2 separate regions of the Gossypium hirsutum genome follow, and region 2 is linked to region 1. Evidence: chromatin contacts called from public Hi-C data. All regions are on one chromosome and are shown on one strand. The core of a region is the stretch at or near the end of the contact, and the rest is flanking DNA. Distances in the headings are between cores, read along the strand shown.

The links. Hi-C and Micro-C count contacts between places; a contact is called where the count stands out from the background.
Region 2: a Hi-C map of leaf shows a contact between it and region 1, with 2.3 times the contacts expected there. The contact joins the enhancer-like site here to the promoter of LOC107932601 in region 1. A contact is called at or near these places in 9 of 34 Hi-C or Micro-C datasets (callus, leaf and seedling).

The regions. Positions count from the first base shown.
Region 1 is chrD03:3,277,114-3,283,272 of Gossypium_hirsutum_v2.1, reverse strand. It overlaps LOC107932601 (growth-regulating factor 1), which reads left to right and starts at 3,966. Exons shown (of 4, transcript XM_016864659.2): 1 at 3,966-4,654; 2 at 4,953-5,156; 3 at 5,344-5,677; 4 at 5,975-6,159. The coding sequence starts at 4,273.
Region 2 is chrD03:3,314,720-3,320,878 of Gossypium_hirsutum_v2.1, reverse strand. No RefSeq gene overlaps it. Among protein-coding and RNA genes, the nearest start is that of LOC121203117, 20 kb to the left of the region's middle. Within about 2 kb of position 2,933, at least 1 of the 9 cell types and tissues checked has an H3K27ac peak or open chromatin away from gene starts, as enhancers often do. A contact at or near this core is called in leaf, where this site is marked.

The DNA of each region.
Region 1 (6,159 bases), core at 2,717-5,216:
ATTTGATACTCTTATGATTTGTATAAATATAACATTTTTTTACCATATAGATAATGTCTCCAAATCTTTAGAGCAAACACCACAACGACTAGCTCTAAATCATGCGTTGGATAATTGCATTCATGTGGCTTTAGCTGTCGGAACACATATATAATTACCTTACCATCCTGCATCAGAACAGAGCCCAAACCATTCAGACTAGATTCTGTCAAGATTTGAAAATGTGACTAGTGTTATTGGAACACGACTGGATTAGACAGATCAAGAATTGATCAATATAATTGTCTGAACAAAGGGGTTGAATCGATTGACTAAAAAATTGCTTGAAATTGGTAAACTTGAAAATCGGGGAAAAATCAACAGTTGAATTGGTTTAAAAAACTTTTTTTTTATGTTTATGCATTTTTATTTATTTATTTATTATTGGTCTAGGGTTGAACTGATCAAATTGGTTAAACCAGGAACTGGTTGTTTGACCTGTTCAATCACTGATCCAATTATTAAAACATTGAATATGACCCTATGATATTATACCACACTATCACCAAGAAATTCATATAAAATTTTAAATTTGTAAGTGATGAACTTCTATATTTTTCAATTGCAATGATCAAAATGGACATAATTATTAAGTTTAAATACTCAAAAGAATCAAATAAATACAAGTATTATAATGAATCTAATTGTCAAATTTTAAGATAAAAAATTATACTCTCTAATTAGAATTATTTAAGTCTAAAAGACATTTTTGTTGGATTGATATTATTATTAATACGTTAATCAATAAAGGGTGATGATGACAATACATACAATTAATGCGCGTAAAGCATTAGGTATTTTAATTCAAAACCCATTAATTACGAAAACCCTACCTATTATTGAATGAGTTGTCGATCTCAGTTGGTCCTCTAATCTTTTTCGCATCAACATTATTGTTTACAGAGTTTTGATTGTGGGATATTCACATTCCTAGTTTCATATCTTAGGGCTAGTTTGGATGGGCGGTGTGTTTACCTCCGGTGAGGTTAAAAACAGCGGTGGCGGTGAGATTTGTTACTGTAGCAGTGAGATTGGATACTGTAGCGGTGAGATTAGAAACAGCGGTGGAGTGTGTGTTTGGATTCAAACGCAGCTGTAGCGGTGAGGTGAGAATAAAAAATGACTATTAAGGACATGAGATTAGAATTGATATAAAATAGAAGTTTTTTAAATTATTTTACTTTTTTAAAAATTATTAAAATATGTGAATTTATAAATTCATTTAATAAAAAATTAAAATGTATCTTCCAATATTTTAATAAATTATATAATTAAATTAAATTATTTATTAGATAAAATGATAATTATTTTTAATTTTTTTAATACTTGTTATTGGAGACTTTTAGTTTGAAGATATTAAGACAATTGCATGTGCGTAAAAGTGCAAATGTTTTAAGTTGAAACCTCAAGTCAAAATTTTGGATGCTATTAACAAAGCTCCTATTTTGGTTTTTAGGAATCCAAAGCTCAGTTGCTGTTAACAACAATGCATCAGATGATGCAGATGAGGGTAGGAGAAAGGGATTTTTTTCTTTCAACCTTGTCATGCAATTTTTTTCTTTCATCTCTAATTTATTTCTCTTTGTTGGTTTTAAGTAGATAGGTTAACTCTCCATCTTTCTCTCTCAATTTCCCCCATTTTTCTCACTGCTTTATTAGTGATGTTTTTTTGTTCTTTGGCAGAAAATAAGTTGCCACAGCCTAGCAGCATGGGAAACAAAGCCCTTACTGTCAAAAGGTAAGTTTAGTTCTATGGATAATGATGAGATTGAGAGTTCACAGAACCTGTCTAAGCAACCCAATCTTGTTTCATATCTAAAAACCAAGCTCAATGCTCAAATTCAAGTCTTATTCAGCCAAAGATCCTAACTTTCAAGCTAAAAACGATGAAATAAAATCAAGTAGAACTCAGCAAATCACAAGAGCCCAATCAATACAATAGATAATTGAACAACTCCAGCTGTTGGCTGTGTTTTTGTCTGCAAGAAAACTGTTTGCAAGAAAACTGGATAAAATTGTAAAATAATAAATGAAAATATGGGCATTTTTGTCTGCAAAAAATCTATTTTGCTGGCTGTGTTTAAGCTGGAGGTTTTACCTCCAGTTGGAAATGAGGCTGCCAGTGAGATTGAATTCTTCAGTTGCACCTCACCGTTGTTTCTCCAAACGTCATCACAGTGCAGGGAAAAAGAATATTCCCTCAAAATCCCATCTCACCATGGCTGCATTGGCATCCAAAGGAAGCCTCAGTTGAAAAGAGAATAAATTTATACTCATACTTAATATTTATATTGAATAAAATAATTAATATTTTATTATTATTTGTTTTGGTAAGAGGTAGTTGGCTAGTGGAGTTAGGGATTGTCCCACTAACCAACGTTAACCCTAGATTTAAGCATACAAATTTCGTCTCCCCGTTTGATTTAGGTGTTTGGATTTGTATATTTTAAAGATGGTGGTAACAATAAGATTAATTATTATAACTGTGAGTTAAATAATTTTACTGCATTATAGAAAAAGCTCATCTAAATAAGTCCATAGTTGATATTTCTTTATTATTACATTGAGTAGGTTAAATTTTATTGGTAGTTTTTTATCATACAAAAGTTGTCAAGTTAATCATTCTACTCTAATTTAATCTTTTTCTTTTTCTTTTTTACTTTTTGAATTTTGAAAATTTAGTACTAATCTAAACGGTAGTTACTAAATTCCTTAAAATAAATTATAGATTTAAGAATATATATATAACAAAAGTAAAAAGCCTAATTTAATTATTTTTTTTAAAAAAATTCACATGTATCATTAAAATTACAAATAACTAAATCATAATAATTAAAAAAAACAGATGCATAATGGATTTAAGTCGTAATTAAAAAAATTAATTTCACAATATGTCCTCAAATTAAGATTTAAAATTTAAATTGGTTCTTAAATTTAAAATCTTTTAATTGAATTTTAAAGTATCAATCAAGTCTTTCAATAAGCTTAGTCATTAGGGACGGATCCAAAATTCTACTCTAAAGAGGGTGAAATTTCTAAATCTGAACCACCTTTTTTTAACATAAAAAAGTGTCAATTTTTTTCAGATATTTTTTTTCTTATCAAACAAATCAATTTAATATTTTTTAAAAAGTATGAAAGATTTAACTATAAAAAATTAAAAGAAAAAAATCACGCAGTATAAAATTAAATATTTCTTTCCAATATGCAAAAAAGAATAACTAATACTATGCTAAAAATTTCATAAATATCATTATAATTCCAAAAATTAAATTAAAAAGAACTTGGCCTTAGTCCTATTTCTCAATACTAAGCATCCTAAATTGTACATTCCATTTTTCATAAGATCGAACTCATCAATGTTAGAATCTGTTGAAAAATCTCTAGCTATCTCTTTTTCGATGTATGCCAATAAGTAAGTTAAAAGAAAATCATTCTTCATTCTATATATGTATGGGTATGGGCTAAATTAATTAATTTTAAAATTTGACTTTAAAATCATATTGGGCCTCTAAGTTTCAAATTATGTTTTTATTATTATCTTTTTCTTTTCAAGTAATATTTGATTTAATTATCATGTGTTTTAGTCTAAACTGGATTGAAATGTGTGAAAAGCTTTTATTTATATACTTTTATTAAGGTTAATCTTGAAAGGTTTAACCATTATGCAATGAACTAAACTCAACAAAAATATGGGTTATAGTGTTAAATCATATTACACTCTTATATTATTGAGAAGAAAAACCAAATATCTCAAAAAAAAACTAATATAAAAAATAAACTCGAAAAGAAGGAAGAGCTCTTAGAACAAGGAGAATTTTGTAACTTTGACCTTTCCTTGAAAGCAACGGATGCTTTTTTTTTTTTCACTTTAAAAGAAAAACCATGGATAAATATGTGCTAACATGTCTGGGATATATTGGCGTAGTGTGGTACTATATTATACCCTTGTTTGCTCCCTTTTTTTTATATAGTTTTTGCTCATAGTCTCTAAAATTGTGATACTTCCATTACAAAGATGAACCCCCCCCCCCCAAAAAAAATCTGATCTGAAACAGTGAAAGAAAAAACCCAAAACATAACACCTTTGTCCTTTTAAAGATGCTCCTCTCTTTCTCTGTCTTCAAACACTTGTTTTTATCCAAAGCTTCAACTTTCAACCCTTCCATGTCATCATCATCATCAACAACAACTCATGCTTTTTAGAGCCCTGTTTTTGTTTATTGGTTCTATATGGATTTTGGGGTTCTGGGTTTGGATGGTATTGTGGGTCCTAATAATGGAGCTCCATCTCCATCTCCATCTCCATCTCCATCTCCATCTCCACCAGTTGAGTCCAAGCCTAAGCTTTTCGGATCCGGGTTTACCAAGCAAGAAAGATCCTCTGATTCAGCTGAAGAAGAAGATCACTGGAAAAGTTGTAAGGTACCGAAGACAATGCCATTGCACCAAGGCATTCCTTTGTTGAGATCTAATGAAACTCCCCAACAACAACAAGATCATATGATTAGCTTCTCTTCACTCAAATCTGAACTTCCTTTTATCAGAAAAGATGGTAACTTTATGGAGAAAACTACACAAAGCAACGACTTCTCTATGTATACTAGAAATGCAGGTAATGTGTTTGAAAGTTTATGTTTTTTATTTTTTAGGTAAAAGAAAAAAAATTGGTACTTGGTGATATGATTTTGTTCATTAAAATGGGGTTTGTTTAAAGGGTTTAAGCATATTTGTTTCAATGTGATTGTGAAGGTCTTTTCATAGGCACTTACTTTATTCTTAATCCCAACATTTCTTGCTATTGGGTTCATTGACATTATTAAAATAGTTGGCAAAATAAGGACAATGGACATATGTAGCAAACAGTAAATGTTGCAGACAAGTGATTATAACCCTTAAATGTTTTGTTTCAGGATATGGTAGTGGAAACCTTAATGCAACCATGCATGGGGTTTTAACTCCATCTCAATGGATTGAGCTACAACACCAGGCATTGATCTACAAATACATCATGTCTAATGTGCCTGTACCTTCTAATTTGCTCACTCCTTTGAAGAAATCCCTTTACCCCTATGGCTTCACCAGTTCATCTGTTGGATCCTTGCCTTATAATTCATGTAAAGTTCTTATCTTGTTTGGTGCATAAACGAACAGTTTTGTGCAGAGTGATCTGTTTATGTTTTGTAGAAAGTTTTATCCAAAGCTATAGGTATCACAAATGAAAAAAAAAGGTGATTTTTAGCTATAAAGTAATTTTTTGCTTGCTTTGTCTTCATCATTGATCATTGTGTGGCTTTTATGTAGTGGGATGGGGTTCTTTCCATCTGCGGTATACTGGCAGCACCGATCCTGAGCCAGGGAGGTGTCGTCGAACGGATGGAAAGAAATGGCGTTGCTCCCGGGATGCCGTTGCTGATCAAAAGTATTGTGAAAGGCATATAAACAGGGGCCGCCATCGTTCAAGAAAGCCTGTGGAAGGCCAGACCGGCCACACTGCCACTAATTCAAAGGTGGAGTCGATGTCTTCCTCTATGTTGGCATCGGCAAAAACCAGTGGTGGTGCAGCCAATAGTCTCGCAATTGCACTGCAGCACCGGTCTGGTGCTGCTGATCCTTCTTCAGACACCCTTGTGAACAGGTAAAAAACTTGCTTTATGCTTTTGAGGTTGCTTTACTTGCTTACATTGATATTAATAATGATTATGCTTTAACTGTTTGTATACATATATTTTTCTGTTCCTTTCTCTTTACTTTAAAGTAGGACCCTATTGTGCCATCTTTACTTTTGGTGACATTGGCCACACTTGTAGTTGGGACTTAGGATTCTCCTTGCTAGGTACCTTGGTCACTCGGTTGTATAGGCTTGGATTTAACTCTTTTTTTTTTGTTGGGATCTTTCATTTTGTTCATTGCGGTTATGATTTATTCGTGGCAGAATACAAGATCAACGGGGGTTTTCGGTGTTGTCTTCCACCACCAACCTGAAATCTGATGACTCCACCACATTCACCATTACAAAACAAGGTGTTCCGTTTGTAGAATCATCTCTATCGGATTTTGGACATGTTGCTTCCGATTCTCTTGTCAATCCGTCGCATAAAAGCTATTACATGAACTCTA
Region 2 (6,159 bases), core at 1,684-4,183, 39 kb before region 1:
GGATAGCTCGGAAGCTCTTACAATGCCAATGTCCCAGATGTAGTCTTACATGTAATCAAATATCGATGCCACTGTCCCAGGCAGGGTCTTACACGAAATCATATATGATGTCGATGTCTCAGACATGGTTTTACACGTAAATCTCAAATCGACACCAATGTCCTAGACGTGGTCTTACACGATAACTCATATCGGAATCTTATGTCATGACATGTGTATCCTAACTATTCCTATGGTTCGTACGAGGCTTTCGAACTTAATTCATTCGTTTCAAGCTCGTAGTTACTTCTCCTATACTTATATTAATTCAACATACACATATATAGTTACTAAAATTCAACTCGACACAATTAAATACATTTTCATATGAATTTAACAACAATTATTCACTTATGAACTTACCTCGTACGGACATGAACAAATCGGACGACTATTCAAAAAAAATTTATTTTTCCTCGATCCAAATCCGATCTCCTCTTTTCTTGATCTAATCAATTCAAATTTGGATTATTTAATAACATATTCATTCAATTTTATCCAATAATACATAATGTGGGCATTTTGCATTTTATCCCCTAAGATTTTATATTTTCACAATTTAGTCCCTATTTCAAAATAACACAAATTACTCAAAATTTCAACAAACCCATGTTAGGCCAAATTTACCTTAGGTCCTTAGTAGCCCATTTATTCAATTTATTTCACAATTTGACCCTTCAATTTATAAATTTCACAATTTAATCCTTAATACACATTTTTATCAAAAATCATTTAATTAAACATATTAATCTATCAACAAATATTTATTTTCCATCATCAACTATCAAAATACTCATGCATTCAACAATGACAACATTCAAATACTTTAACATTTTTGAAATCAGAGATATGGGCTAGCTAGATTAAGCTGCAATGATCTCAAAAACGTAGAAATCATTAAAAACGAAGCTAAAACCATACCTATTTGAGCAATGAGAGCTTGGCCTAATGTTAAAGCCAACAATGTCTTTCTTCTTGAATTTTCGGTGAAGATGAATAGTGGAAGATGACAATACATTTTGTTTTATTTTACTTTAACATGGCCGAATGTTAAAGCCAACAATGGCTTTCTTCTCCTTGAATTTTCGGTGAAGATGAACAGTGGAAGATGACAATACATTTTGTTTTATTTTAATTTAACATTATTTACTAATTTACCTAACTAACCATTAGTAATATTAATAATTACACCATGTGCCATCCCACTATCATCCACTATCTCAAAAATGGGATAATTACCAGTTAAGGACCTTCACTTTAAGGTTCCATAGCTAATAGACACCTTTAACTATAAGAACACAACTTTTACACTTTACGCGATTAAGTCCTTTTTTTAAAAATTGAGCACACAAACGATAAAATTTTCACACGAAATTTTCTCACATATAAATCAACATGTTATAGACACCAAAAATAATATTAAAATATTTTTCTGATTCAGATTCGTGGTCTTGAAACCACTGTCCGACTAGAGTCTAAACCGGGCTGTTACACCACAATGTAAGAAAAATAAAGTTTCAAATGAGTTTGAAATGGAAGGTGGAGAATAGAAGTGAGTTGGGGAGAAGTAATTCGAACCCCCACATATTTATTTTTCCATGAATTGTTTTTAATTTCCCAACACTTTCAATTTATTTATCATAAAACATGCTGGTGCATGTAAATAAATTGGGTTAGATATTCATCAATATCTCCAAAATAATGGTGAGATCAATCCGTAGATTATGCATGTGTAATAGTTTAAATAGGTGTGTGGGTGTGTGAGTTTGATCTATTGTAAGTCTAATAAATAACCTTTTGTGTTATCTCACACATATATAAGGGATTAATACTAATAAATTTTAATTGCTAGGATTTAAATATTAACATATATATTTTTAAAAAATATATTTTATATTTAGATGGAAATATTTGCTAAAAATAATTGAGAAGGTGAATAATCAATCTCCGTTTTCGATTAGTAACAATTTTTAATCTGATCGGTTCGAACTTATTCTTCGAACCGATACTCCAGTTAGATCCTAGTCCAACTAATCCAACTGATTGACTTAATCTAGTTCAAACATCATTGATAAATCCCAAAACTATACAAGAACTATGGTTTAATGTGCAAATTGTATACATGAACTTTGATTTTGTGCAATTTTATACATGAAATTTTGATTTGATCCAATTCTTGTAAATTATTAACATAATTATTGATATAACATCATTTTATATTTATATATTGCATACATGAATAATTATATTTATCCAATATAAAAATAAATTGATTTTTTTATTTCTTTAAATGTGTATGATTAAATCAAAATTAAAGTTTCAAGTATACATTTGAACCACAATTAGAGTTTCATGTGTATAATTCCACCAAATTAAAGTTCATATATACAATTACACATTAAATCAAAATTCATATATAATTTTGAAATTTATCCAACATAAATTGACCTATTCATAAACTGTTTCTTTTACCATTAAATCAAAGCCTCATTTAGTATTTATATCATTTTTTTATAAATGCATTTATTACATAATTTTGTTCTTTACTTACATATTAGGTGTGTCGTACTCTAGTATTTATTACAAATATCGTATTCATATTATGTTTTTGTATTTGATCTAAAATCTTATTTTCAAGGTTAAAAAAAATTAAAATTATTAACGAGTGGTTGGAACAAATAAGAATAGACTTCTTCCCAAATATTTGAACTAAATTTAAATATTGAAACTGATGTTATTACGAGAGCTTTACTTGAATATCACATTTTACTATAAAAAAATGGGGACAGAAAATCAAAATTCCTAATTAAAATATAACGGCACGTGAAGAAGAGCTGGACCCCACGAGCTTGAGCACGTTCATGAAAGCGATTCTTGCTTCCAATGCGAAGATGTACTACCTTAAGTGAAATGTCGTAAAGGCCCTTTAAAGTATTGGACTTTCTTTTACTCCATTCTTGACCAGAATATTTCAGAACTCGTCAAAAATAAAAAATAAATTAAGATTTTGATATAATGATAATTATAAATATTATATTGTGAAAAAATATTATGTAAAAAATATATTTTTAAAAGAAATTTATATAAAATTTAAGTTATAATAGTAAAGTTGGTGTCTAAAGTTTATATCGCTATTCTTTTAGAAAATATTTTCATATTAATATTTTATTATTTTATAAAAATAATATATTTTTAATTATTTTTTTAATTGAGCATTCACATTTAATTAGAATTATTAATATAGTAAAATACACTTTTAACTATCTCCGATTTAATGTTAAATATGCTTACCCTTTATGGTTTAAAAATACATATCTATCCTTCAATTTTGGAAAAAAAAATCTCATAAATCCTTTAAAATTTAGAATTCCTAAGAGTTTTTTTTTTAAAAAAATACCATTATTATTTATTTATTCATTTACCTTTTCTATTATTAAATAATGAAAATTTAATTATAAAAGTAAATATATTTGATTTCTTTTATAAAATATATATTTAAATTTAATTAGAATTAGAATTAAATATTTTAAATATATATTTAATTTGAGTTATAGAATAACCTTGCGAAGAATTCATTGAATTATTTTGAAGGTTTTAATATAAAATAAATTGATTACAATATAAAAATTAAAAAGTAAATCCATCTCAAACTTAAAAGTTATAATTAACAAAATTAAAATTTAACACATATTTGCATAAAAAATATTTAAAAAGGTAAAAAAAACTATTAATTTATAAAAATAAACTTATGGCTAAAGTTAAATACTCTAAGAACCTTGAGATATTATAGAGGCTCATTTTGTATAATCAATACGTGGGTTTTCAGTTCATATTTATGTTAGTTTATGTCTTACTAGATGTAGGTTTTATATAGATTTATTTTTATTGAAGTCTGCTTAGCGATTGGATTCAACTTTACGATGATTAATCCTAATTATAAATTATTTAAATGTATTTTTTTGCTGAATTTGTAACTTTAAAAAAATTTATACATATTAATTGAAAAAATATATATTATTTTTAACACAAAATTATATTAGAATATAATACAATTTACAATTAAAATATTGAATATAATTGTCGAAACCTTTTTTTTAAATCGACCTTTTATTTAGAAACGAAATGGGAGTTGCCACCAATCCTTTTTTTTGAGGTGTGATCGGTTCACCTCATAATTTGATCATTTTAATAAACGCTTTGATTTACTAAAACAACGATTTTGGTCTACAAAATTTAGGAAATGGGTTCGGGAGTTGGTTACGCACGAGGAAGGATTAGCACCCTCGTAACACCCACAATTGGTACATTGTTGATTAATTAGTGTCTTAGTGTCATGAATTGAAAATTTGAAAAGAGTTTAAAACAAGATCCTTTTTGTGTTAAGGCACTATCTAACTAAAGTAATTTTTGCAAAAAGGGTTTATTTCAAGTTAATCGAGAAAAAAAGATCATGTCCCATAAGTTAGGACACAATGCCTCAAATCCTCGAAAACGAGAATAAACACCAATTGATCGTTATTTAAATCTCATTTTTATTTATTTTAAAGTAAACATTCGACTATCTCGGTTTTAGAAGGAAGTCATATTCCGTAAATTAGGAACACGACTTTTCTAAATTCAAAATAATGAACGTTTGCCTCGGTTTAAAAATTTTCCTTTTTATGCATTGCTGAAAAAAATAAACGTAACACTTAAGATGATATGTTTTGAAATTTACTCGGCCGTTATATACAAATGGATAAATGATTTAAACTTAATGTACAGTATAGTGATAATAAAATAATTTAAAATGGTTATGTGGGTAGAATGATAAATAATAAGTAAAATAAAAGAATATAATAATAACATAATTATAATTATAATATTAATATTAATAATCATATTGGTAATAATAATTAAATGAAGTAATTTAAAGTAAATAAAAAAAATAAAAGCTGCATGATTAAAAAGATAAATGGGCATAACATGAAAGTGCTAAAGAAAATAAGAGAAATAATAAAATAACAAGAACACGCTAAAAAAATAAAAATAAAATAATAAATGACAACAAAAATGTACCAATAAAAGCATGTATATACAATCTAATTCTTAAGTATGTATAAAAAATGAGTAATAAGTAAATAAATAAATAAATAGATAATAAAAATAATAAAATAAATAAACGAATGAATGCTCGATGAAAAGAAAATAAAAAAAATCAATTTTAAATATAAACAAAAAGTAAAGGAATAATAAATAAGCAAATAGGTAAATAAAATAATTAAAATAAATAAAGGATTTAATCGTAACTTAAATTAAATTAATAGGATAAATTGGGGTAAAATAAATAAATAAAAGACTAAAATGAAAAGCGCGAAAACAAACGAGGACCAAATAAGTAATTATCCCAATCCTCAGGACACCCGTCCCTTCTCTAGGAGATCATCGAATCGAGGACTCAATTGAAAACAAGGTAAACTTAAATGGCAAATTTTATAAAAAGAATATAGTAAAATTAGGACTAAATTAAAACAACTCAGGAGGCGAAAGGACTAAAGTCGTAGATATCCCTCTGAGAAAAAAACACGTGGATCTTACCCACTTTCAGGTCGAGTCTCGGGTTTAAGTCTAAAAAACATCATTTTGATGTCTGAAAATCGGCCCAAAACGGTGTTGTTTAGTGCCACATATTTAAACTATAAATTAAAAAAACATTTCTCCCTTCAATTTAAAAAAAATTGAAACCCCTTTTTTTTCTTTCAAAGTCTCCCCACGTCCGGCACCAAGGTCTAGCGAGTCCTTGCGGCGGTCGCTGGCAATGGGCTCCGTCGTTTTCGGTGGCTAAAAAATGTAAAAAAACCCTCTTTTTTTGGGCTATTCGGCTCCCAAAACTCAGATCAGGGGTTAACTCTTCCAAAATGAACATCAAAAACCTCAAAATCCTTATAAACCTTTCGTTTTCTGGGTTTCCAAAACCTTTTCGTGTGAAAGAAGTCATCTTTCATCCGAGATGACAGACCTCGGCCACTCACAGCGGTGGAATACAAGAAGTTAGGTGCGTTTCAACTCTTTTTTCTTTTTTGTTTTTGATACATAAAAATAGATTTAAAAAAAATAAATAGAAAGAGTCACATTCTAAAT